Linked DNA regions of Mus musculus: all the other regions are linked to region 3. The links are chromatin contacts, called in public HiChIP or PLAC-seq and promoter capture Hi-C maps. All regions are on one chromosome and are shown on one strand. The core of a region is the stretch at or near the end of the contact, and the rest is flanking DNA. Distances in the headings are between cores, read along the strand shown. Region 1 overlaps Washc2 (WASH complex subunit 2`). Region 2 has its middle 22 kb from the start of 2810048H02Rik. Region 3 holds the start of Rassf4 (Ras association (RalGDS/AF-6) domain family member 4).

Region 1 (3,017 bases), core at 261-2,760, 410 kb before region 3:
AAACCTGACAGCCATCAAGACAGTGTGTCAAAAACTCATGACATCTTTGAGGTAACACAAATTATTTCATGTTTGGGCCTTTAAGGAAAATAGCTGATTGGCTTTTTGAACTATAGTTTATGTTGTGTGTTTTGTGCATGCCTCTTATCTACTTATTAACCACAATTCGATCTCTTTGTTAATAACCCTAAAATTTACTTGAAGTGGTTTGTTTCATCCAGGGGTAGTTCTTTATTTTACTTTTTTAAAAAATTTTTTAAAAAGATTTATTTATTATTTATTATATGTAAGTACACTGTAGCTGTCTTCAGACACTCCAGAAGAAGGAGTCAGATCTCGTTACGGATGGTTGTGAGCCACCATGTGGTTGCTGGCATTTGAACTCTGGACCTTTGGAAGAGCAGTCGGGTGCTCTTACCTGCTGAGCCATCTCACCAGCCCCAGGGGTAGTTCTTGCTGCCTTTAATCTGTTATAAGTGTTGGATTATTTTTAAAAATGTTATTGTAGTGCAGGGGATAGAGCTCAAAACCCAGTACGTGTTAGGCAGATGCTGTACGGAACCACAGCATAAGCCCTGGGCCTTTTTATTTAGCATAGCATAGCATAGCATAGCATAGCATAGCATAGCATTAGCATAGCACTAGCATATAGCATTAGCATAGCACCAGCATAGCATTAGCATAGCATTAGCATAGCATTAGCATAGCATGTGTACATGATTTTCATTATTTTTTGTTTGCTGTTTTAAAGAGTTTGTAGAATGGTGCTGTGGTCAGCTTTGTTGGCATGTCATTCTGTGACATGTATGACCTCTCTCGGCACAGCTGTGTGTTTAAGCGCTGATGCTGGTTGGGACCCTGACTAGCCGAGTTTTGACAGTAAACTGTAGTAGTTGTTCAGCAGGTGTCTATGAGCACAGTGGTCGCCGTGCAGCAGGATAGCCAGGGCATGTGTTCTGTCCTGACATCTCAAGGCCCGAGATCCAAACTGAGCAGCAGGTGGTGAAGGTGATCTCAGATGGCATGAAATGTCACGACGAACATTATGTGGGGCAGAGTGGCTGGGTGCAGTGGGACGCTGCTCTCCAGGCCACCCTCAGGACCTCACTGCAGAGCTGCCATTTGCAGATGGCGAGGGTGAGTTTTGCAGAGACCTGGGGGAGTGTCTTGCAGTCCTCAGGGGAGACTGTGCTTGACAGTGCATTTCTATAAATTATTGAACTACTTTAGTTTTAAAAATGCGTTTATTTACAACAAAGAATAAACTGTTTTTGGACTTAACTAGGATGATATATTTGCTACGGAAGCAATTAAACCTTTTCCAAAAAAGAGAGAGAAGGGGAGGACTTTGGAGCCCAACTTATTTGATGATAATATTGATATCTTCGCTGACTTAACTGTAAAACCCAAAGAAAAGTCCAAAAAGAAAGTTGCAGCCAAGTCCATGTTTGATGATGACACAGGTGAGTGTTTATCTAGATCACGCCACTGCTTGGGGGCTGTTTGCTGTCAGTCATGTTGGTCCTTTCCTGCACTTTGTTCCCCAGTAGGTTCTCCTTGCTGTTAGTCTAAGCACATGATATGTAGGTGGACTAGTCATTTTCATGCGGCAGCCATAGGCTATGCTGAGTGAGTATCAAGGTTTAAGACGGTGCTCAGCACTTGACCTGAAGAAGAAATTAACTTCTGCTGTCATCTGACAACACCAATGACTTTCAAAGGAGAGTCTATCAGAAACTTCTTCCATGTGCTATCAGCAGGCCATGAAGCTGGTTGAGTCAGGATTCTAGCTGGACAATGAGGGACAGCAGCCAAGAGACTGGAGGGTCAGTAACAGAGAGCAGGGCTGTGCCGCGAAGTCACAAGTGAGACTCGGCAGCTCCCTGGGTTCCTCTGTGTTTCTGAACACGCTGTACCCACTCCTCAGCTAACAAGCAAGCCAGATGCTGATCTGAACACGCTGTACCCACTCCTCAGCTAACAAGCAAGCCAGATGCTGATAGCTATAAAGTTTGCCTCCTGATACATCCTGTGTTGGTCAACCCAGACTGAAGCCCAAAATACACACGTCCTCTCTTTGTCCCTCCAGGCCTGGGCTTTGAGTTGCAGAGCCACGCTGACTCTGTCTCCCTGGCAGACTTTGGGCTCCGTCCTCACATGTCTGTCTTTACAGCACAGAGTTACAAGAGACTTGGGCTGCTTATTTCCTTTGTTCATTTTCTGACACATGATCTTGCTGTGGCCCTGGCTGCCTGTGCTGTGCACTCCTGATCTTAGCTGGGGTTACAGGCATGACTTTCTTTCATTATTAAATTGTAATACATGCTTATGTGGCAGTCATACGATTTAGAACATTTTGTTAAGTGGAGGGATTAAAGCTTTAAAGCTAGCCAGTGTTAAGTTTGCTGTGCATCCTCTAAGACTGTGATTTACATAGGAATAGTAGTAAGCAAGTGCACCTTTTCTACTTCCAGTCAGTTTAAATGTGTTTGATTTCAGTGTTTTGAGTAATACTGCTTTGTGTTAGCCATTAGCACATTGACAATCTAGATCTCTAGTTTGATATAGATAATGCCATGGTCTTTCATTATGTCTTTACGTACACAGGATGAATTTGATGCAGTAGAACCCTGCTGATAAAATTACGTGGTAAGCAGCAGAGCATAGCTAAGCTGAGTCTGAAGCACTAATATGAGTGGAACCAGACTCCATTCTTACCACTGAGATGTGCGCTCTGAGCGCATCCTATATTGGATTTCTGTTTGTACATTCTTACTCTTCTTAAAATCCAGAGTGAAAAGAAGGCAGAAAGAGAGAAAGAGCAGTTCCAGGTGGTGAGGCCCTCGCTGAGGTGGAGAACCGCTCCACCCTCCTGTTTCTGACTTCAAGTGCAGACACACTTCTGTAGCTAGAAACTTATGTTCAGAAAGAACCCGATGTTCGTTCATATGTCCTTACAAAAGTTGGGTGCCACCAACTGAGCCAGGCCCAGAATCTAAGAGGTTTGACTTCGATGT
Region 2 (2,998 bases), core at 483-2,982, 460 kb after region 3:
GCGTTTCCAGGACACAAATGAGCTGCATACTGGTGAAGACTGCCTTCACATCCTGCTTGACAGTGGGGAGTGCCTGTCACCTAATGCCTGAGTGTCTACCCAGGGTCCCACACCTGGCAAGGGCTGGGCCATGGCTAACTATCACATACTCTAAAAAGTGAACTCACCCCTCATGAGTGACTTCCCTAAGAGACCCAGTAACCAGTTCCCTTCCATCCCATCAACAGCCCTTGCCTATGTTTCTTCATGGCCTCCAATTACTGTATATTAGAGCCAGGTTGTGCTTCTGGCCTATGGACACAGTGCAGATAGTTCTGTAGTGTCTCTTGAGTGCCATTTGCCAACTTACGAGAGAAGACTGTGGGCCTGAGGTCTGGAACTATTCTCTGCTGCATCCCCTCTACCCCTCTATCAAGTTACAGCATCAGGGTGAAGAAGAAATAGCAGACTCCTTCCTGCCTGAAGCTGTTGGACAGAAGCCATATTTGTCACTGGGCTTATGGCCAAAATAATAATCATTTGTTAAGACTGACCCTATGGAGAGGAGCAGCAAGGGCCACCAAGGCAGTGGGGGTGGGGTGATGAGGAATTCTTCCGTGGGCCCCATCCATCAGCACTAGGCCTGACAAATGGTGCACCCCTGAGTGGACGCACAGGGACGCCCAAGTTGATGCTGCACCTTGTTTTCTTAATAAGCAATGAGGTGGCAGAAGTGGGACTCTGGTAAACATCAGGGTCAGCCGTCTTAGGGAGTTTTTAGTGTCAAAACGTGAAAGCTGTCTGGGGAACAGAACCAGCATCGAGACTCGTCCTTATAGCTCTTGAGGCTGGGCTGGGTTTAGCAGTGCCTTTGACGGCTTGCCAGAGAAGAGGGCTCCAGGGAAGGTGTTTCCAAAGCCAAGACTCTTCCTCTCTTTGATTTGTATCATGCATGTTGCATATCCCATGTCATGGCTATTATGGGATATGACAGGGGAAGCAGGTTTCTCAGAGTGGGAAGGTGGGTTTGCAGAGATTCCCAGAAGGCAGAAACTGAAGGTGAACTTCAAAAAAAATCAGAGAGTTTTAAAAAATTAAAAAGCAATGAAATCCTAGGAGCTTGGAGCGAGCGTAGAGCATCAGAAAAGCATGGGTGGCTGTGGGGCTGGAGGAGAGACAAATGGACAGTTGGGGAACCTAGAGGGCGGCATTTACCTGTCTGTGACATACCTCCATGTGTGCCCTGGGACTGGGTGGGAGCAGTCAGAACCTGCACCAGTTGAGTATATCTCAGCCTCCCTGGGATATATGAAGGGGGTACAGGAGGGGTGACTCCTTCATGGCCTCCAATTACTGTATATTAGAGCCAGGTTGTGCTTCTGGTTTCGCTGCCCTTCTTCCTCGAAGGATGCTCCTCACACCCTCCGTTAGTCTGACACTGGCTTCACACTCGGTTAAGTCCCCAGATACACACTCCCTTCGTCCTTTGCACCTTGGGCCGAGCTTCACCTTGAGCACCTGCATTTTGCAATGACCAGTTCTGTTTCGGCTCCTGACAGACCCTTGTGAGCAGGCGTGAGCTCCTGTGAATTTATGCATTAGGCACACACAGCAGGAGCCAGACGCTCTCCTCTATGCTCTCGGAATGGATGAATGAACGAGAAAGAAACATTAGTGGCTGGAACTGGCCTCGAAGCGCAGCAGAAAAGAGCCTGGGCTTTGATTTATGTGTGGCTATCATGTGATGCCCCTGCTACAGTCTGTAAACTTGAGAAGAAAAACGAAAATGAAAACTTCCAGGCTCTGTTGTAAGCACTGCCCTTGGCTGCTTAACAGACACCTTGGATGTGCAAGCAGACTCCATGTCTCCCCGAAAATGCGGAGAACTCAGTGGGGGCGACACCACCGGATGTGTCCATTCATCCTTAGATCTGATTTACACACTATTGTGACACGGAGAAGTCCTCTGTTCACCACCACCCGCATCGGCCCGTCTGTGTTTTCTTTCTAGCACGAATCTGCAATGGACTTTCCTGAGGTTTCCGGACAGCTCCCACAATGCATTCGAGCCCACTCATTCTGAAGGAAAACTTTTCTTGCAGTGATCTTGAGGCTGACTGAGGCTTGAAAGGAGGGAAAACAACTTGAAAACATGACATTTCAATGACTGAGACACACCGTTGTTTCTCTGCATGAACGCTGTAATGGATTGGTCAGAGCTCACACATCTTCCCTGTCTTGGTGAAGGCCCTCCCCACCCCACCCCCAGCACACACAAATGCTTGCAGATTCTGAGGGTATGGGGAGGCACTGAAGCCCAGGACAATCTGCAAGCTAGATGAGTTTTAAGTCTCACACACTAGAGAAGCATCCAACAGCTAGCTGTCTCCCAACTCTAAACAGCTCTCGAGTGCTCTGTCCCCCGCTTGTTAGTTATACGGCTGACATTAGTCACTGGCCCCTAATTTTCTCCATCACATTTTCTCTTCCTTTGAAAGGCCTATGATCTGTGACCCATACAAATGCAGATATATCTGTGCATCTGATTCAGAAGCAATTGTAAGCAGGCAGAATTTCTGAGAGAAATTCTAAGTGTAGTCGGGGTGGACAGAACATGTGTTTGTGGCACTGCTCTGTTCTTGGATTTCTCAGGCAATAAGGTGATGGTACCAAAGGCAGCTGCCTCGGCTGGATGACTCCCACAGGAAGAGGGATATGTAAACAGGAGTGTCACCATCCTCATGACAATCCTTTAGCAGAAAAATCCCAGCCAGTCATCAGATTAATGTGCAGAGATGGAACTTGATGCTTTTTGGGGCAACAATGGGTAGTCTCTCCCAAAGGAGAATGTCTGGAGCGATACTCAGAGAAATGAATGAGACAGAGGATGTGAGCCTGAGACTCAGAGGTTAACCCAGTGAGGAATGAAGTCTAGTTCTGGGAAGGTGCTCTAAGCTGGACACCCTGAGGCAGTTTGAGCCCTGGCTTGCTTTGCACTTAGAACACTAAGTCTGGGGTG
Region 3 (3,222 bases), core at 2-2,501:
GGAGATTCGGGGAACTACAAGTTTGGGGAAACAGCAAAAGCTTTAGGCCTGCAGCGACTTCCTAGTGCTGATAGCTTACTTTTAAACAGTTTCAAGGGCTGGTGAGGAGGCTCTATGAGTAAAGCGCTTGCTGCCAAAGCCTCAGGACCTAAGTTTAATCCTCAAAAGTCACAGGAAAGCGGACGGGGAGAAACGACTGATGCCACAGAGTTGTCTTGCACACAGCCACTATGACCCACAGGTACACATGTACATGCGCTCTCTCTCTCTCTCTCTCTCTCTCTCTCTCTCTCTCTCTCTCTCTCTGGTGTGTGAGTGAGTGTGCATCTGTCTGTTTCTCAATAATAAGTAAGTAAGTAAGTAAGTAAATAAATAAATAAATAAAGACAATTTCAAGCATTTTCTTCGACATACTTTTAGGTTAAACAACCCAGCCTCCCCAAAGGTCTGGGCTCAAAGCTTACCCTGACTGCATTGTATGACCCTGTCAAATCCTTTCTATTTTCAATCTGGAGTTCATCACCAGTTTAAACAACTATGACCCTAGGACTTCATCCACAATAAACACTGTCGACATTGGGCTTCAGGCTCCAGAGAGATAGTGAGGTGCCGGAGATCTCAAAGAAGAGAACGGGCCCCAAAGAATCAGGAGACAGGTGGAGTTTAGCCCTGAAACTATACGTGAGTGGCATATTGTGTAGCCCTTTGGTTATGGCCCACCGCACCAACAGCGACGGAGAAACAAGTGTCTGGATGAGTAATCATCCTAGCGTTGGCTTTCCAGCTGTAAAATCTTAAGGTCTTGCTGAAACCCTCTTCCCGCCTCTAAGATCGTGTTTCTAGGAAGCTGGCTGAGAGGAGGATGAGGTGAGCACAAGTGTAGCCGGCCGTTGGATTCACGTGCCCTGCTAAGATTTTGCCCGGAAAGTACCTTATCTAGGAGATGTTAGGCGCCTTGCCACCCTCAGCCCTTGGCTGGAAGCCCGCAGTGCGCCAGGCTGGCAGGGGGAGGAGACTCGCGCACTGCGGCTGGGGGTGCAAGTGCTCAGGCTCTAGCGCCCTGCCTGATCGCGGCCCCAGGGTCGAAGGTAGGGTGCTCCAAGGATGCCCACTACCTTTGCAGTCTGAGCATCACTCACCGTTCAGTCATCGCGCGGTCCAGAGGCCACCAGCAAGAGAGGTCGCGTGCACTAGAATTGTGCCTGCACGGACTCAAGAGCCCTGCATCTGCTGCAGGGATCAAGTCCGTCCCAGCCCACCCTAGACACACCTCCTCCCGCCCCCGAACACGCCCCTCTCCGCCCTGGACACGCCCCTTCTCTCTGGTCAACTGCTTTGCCTATCAGCCCATCTCTTCCTTCTAGGGTGCTTGGTACTGATGCCCCTCAAGTAGACCCCGAGCATTTGCTCACTTGTTCGATCTTTACGGACACCACTAAGCGCTTCGCGCATCACTTAAGTCCCCAATCCTCGAGGGCACCCCAGGACGCAAAGAGAAAGCAGTAGGAGTGGGTCCCCAGGGGCCCTCGGTCTACACAGGCGGAGGCCAGGGAGCCTGGGTAACGCAGATACTTGGGTTTCAACAAAGACCTCTGCGCAGGCGCTACAGCTACTACTGTGCGCTTCCTAGGGAGGGTGGAGTGTGTGTTCGCGCGCGTGAAGTCTGGGACATTTATTTATTGTCCAGGTGGCACCTGCAAGCAAAGTTGTGGCTTCTCAGAAAGCTACATTAAAAAATAGGAGCTGGTGAATTTAAAAAGTTAGTTTCCTCTCTCTCGGTCGCTGTTTTCTGAGGAGATTGGCCAGCGCTGAGGCAGAGCCCCAGGCTATAGGCTGGGAGCTTAGGGAAGCTGGGCGGCTGTGAGGCAAGGGAGCTTTGTTGACTCTGTTTTATTTCATGGTTCCCAGTCCTGACTTCAGGACCTCTTGCCCTCCCTCGCAAAGTAAGTCATCTCAGCTCGGCTCATTCCCTGGTTTCTAACCCTCTTAGAGTCACAGGGCCGTTTTAGAGTATGAAGTGGGACTTCTAAAAGTGTAGGTACTCACGTATTTGAAAACAGACGGCATTAGAGTCTCTGGACCCCAATGCAGCGCACCGTGCCAATTATGGCCGGCGAAGAGATGGCAAAGAGATTGTGCTCCGCCCTTTACTTCCTGTGTCACAGACTCTCTGTCTATTTCCCTACCTGCAGCGGGCTAAAAATGACCAGCCTGCAGTCCCTCTTCAACTTAGCTTTCACTCGTGTTCTTAGAGAGTGATCCATTCTCTGCCAACTAGGGTTTCCTGTGGTTGGTGACCTGTTGTTGGAACCCATGTTTCTTCCCACAGCCCGAAAGCATCAGAACTGAGCTCATTATTTGGGTGCTTCGAAAAGTTTTGACAAACCAAAAGCACGGAATTCCACCGTAACTCCCAACTTCTCCAATTCACCCCTGTGCAACTGAAGAAGTCAACAGCCGGTGGGGAGGGCGAGTCTCCCTGTGGCTCTCCAGCATGAGTCGTGCTCTCTGCCCCAGTTCACCTTGTTGTCTCTCTCACCTTGCTTGGGACATAGGCCTCAGGTGTCCTGAGCCCTCCTTGTATGTTTTACATGTGCTGCTGATCTGGTCTGCTGTTGCTCCACAGCCCTAGCCTGCCTTGATTAAATGCTTATATTTCTCTGGAGAACAAACTGCCTTTCACAGAGACTCCAGTTCATTATGTAGGAGGGGCCACCCTGCAGCCATTGGGATGTCTCTAGGAAGCATCACAGTCAAAGCTCACAGCACAGTCTGAGGTGAGGCTGCCACCCAGGGCCTGCCCTGCTCTAGGCTGGCTCCAGGCAGCTGGGCACCTGGTTCTGTTCTAAGGCAACTGGGAAATCATCTTTGTCCCTCTGTCCAGGGCCTCGTGCGCTGAGATATGATTTAAATACATGAATTCTGAAACATAAGCGAATGGATTATCATATAAATGATTTGATATGAAAATCACTTTCCTTTTTTTCTTTGCCTGTGGAGGCCCCAGGACTTAGGTCATCAGGCTTAGGGGCCTTCCCTGATGAGCCATCTTACCCACCCACCCACCCACCCACCCACCCTCCTTTTCTGAGACAAGATCTCATAAGCTCAGGCTGGCCTAGAACTCACTATGACTAGGTAGCAGAGGATGCTCTTCCCACCTCCACCTCCCAAGTCCTGGGGTGACGGGAATACATCACTGTGCTTGGCTCTGAGAATCGT

The links. Promoter capture Hi-C pulls out the DNA fragments that hold promoters and counts their contacts. HiChIP or PLAC-seq counts read pairs in DNA pulled down with a chosen protein or histone mark.
Region 1: a promoter capture Hi-C map of liver shows a contact between it and region 3, with 2.2 times the contacts expected there. The contact joins the enhancer-like site here to the promoter of Rassf4 in region 3. A contact is called at or near these places in 4 of 39 promoter capture datasets (the 3T3-L1 cell line, liver, pre-B cells and 1 more) and 2 of 115 datasets of contacts at active chromatin or transcription factors (bone marrow-derived macrophages and embryonic stem cells).
Region 2: an H3K4me3 HiChIP or PLAC-seq map of neural tube shows a contact between it and region 3, with 4 times the contacts expected there. The contact joins the enhancer-like site here to the promoter of Rassf4 in region 3. A contact is called at or near these places in 2 of 39 promoter capture datasets (liver and second pharyngeal arch cranial neural crest) and 4 of 115 datasets of contacts at active chromatin or transcription factors (embryonic forebrain, embryonic stem cells, forebrain and 1 more).

Annotation. Positions count from the first base shown.
Region 1 is chr6:116,259,206-116,262,222 of GRCm38.p6, forward strand. Washc2 (WASH complex subunit 2`) reads left to right here. Exons shown (of 31, transcript NM_026585.3): 29 at 1-51; 30 at 1,286-1,463. Among named protein-coding and RNA genes, the nearest start is that of Zfand4, 3.5 kb to the right of the region's middle. Within about 2 kb of position 1,511, at least 5 of the 459 cell types and tissues checked have an H3K27ac peak or open chromatin away from gene starts, as enhancers often do. A contact at or near this core is called in liver, where this site is marked.
Region 2 is chr6:117,129,104-117,132,101 of GRCm38.p6, forward strand. No RefSeq gene overlaps it. Among named protein-coding and RNA genes, the nearest start is that of 2810048H02Rik, 22 kb to the right of the region's middle. Within about 2 kb of position 1,733, at least 10 of the 459 cell types and tissues checked have an H3K27ac peak or open chromatin away from gene starts, as enhancers often do. A contact at or near this core is called in neural tube, where this site is marked.
Region 3 is chr6:116,672,585-116,675,806 of GRCm38.p6, forward strand. It overlaps Rassf4 (Ras association (RalGDS/AF-6) domain family member 4), which reads right to left and starts at 1,252. Exons shown (of 11, transcript NM_178045.4): 1 at 1,140-1,252.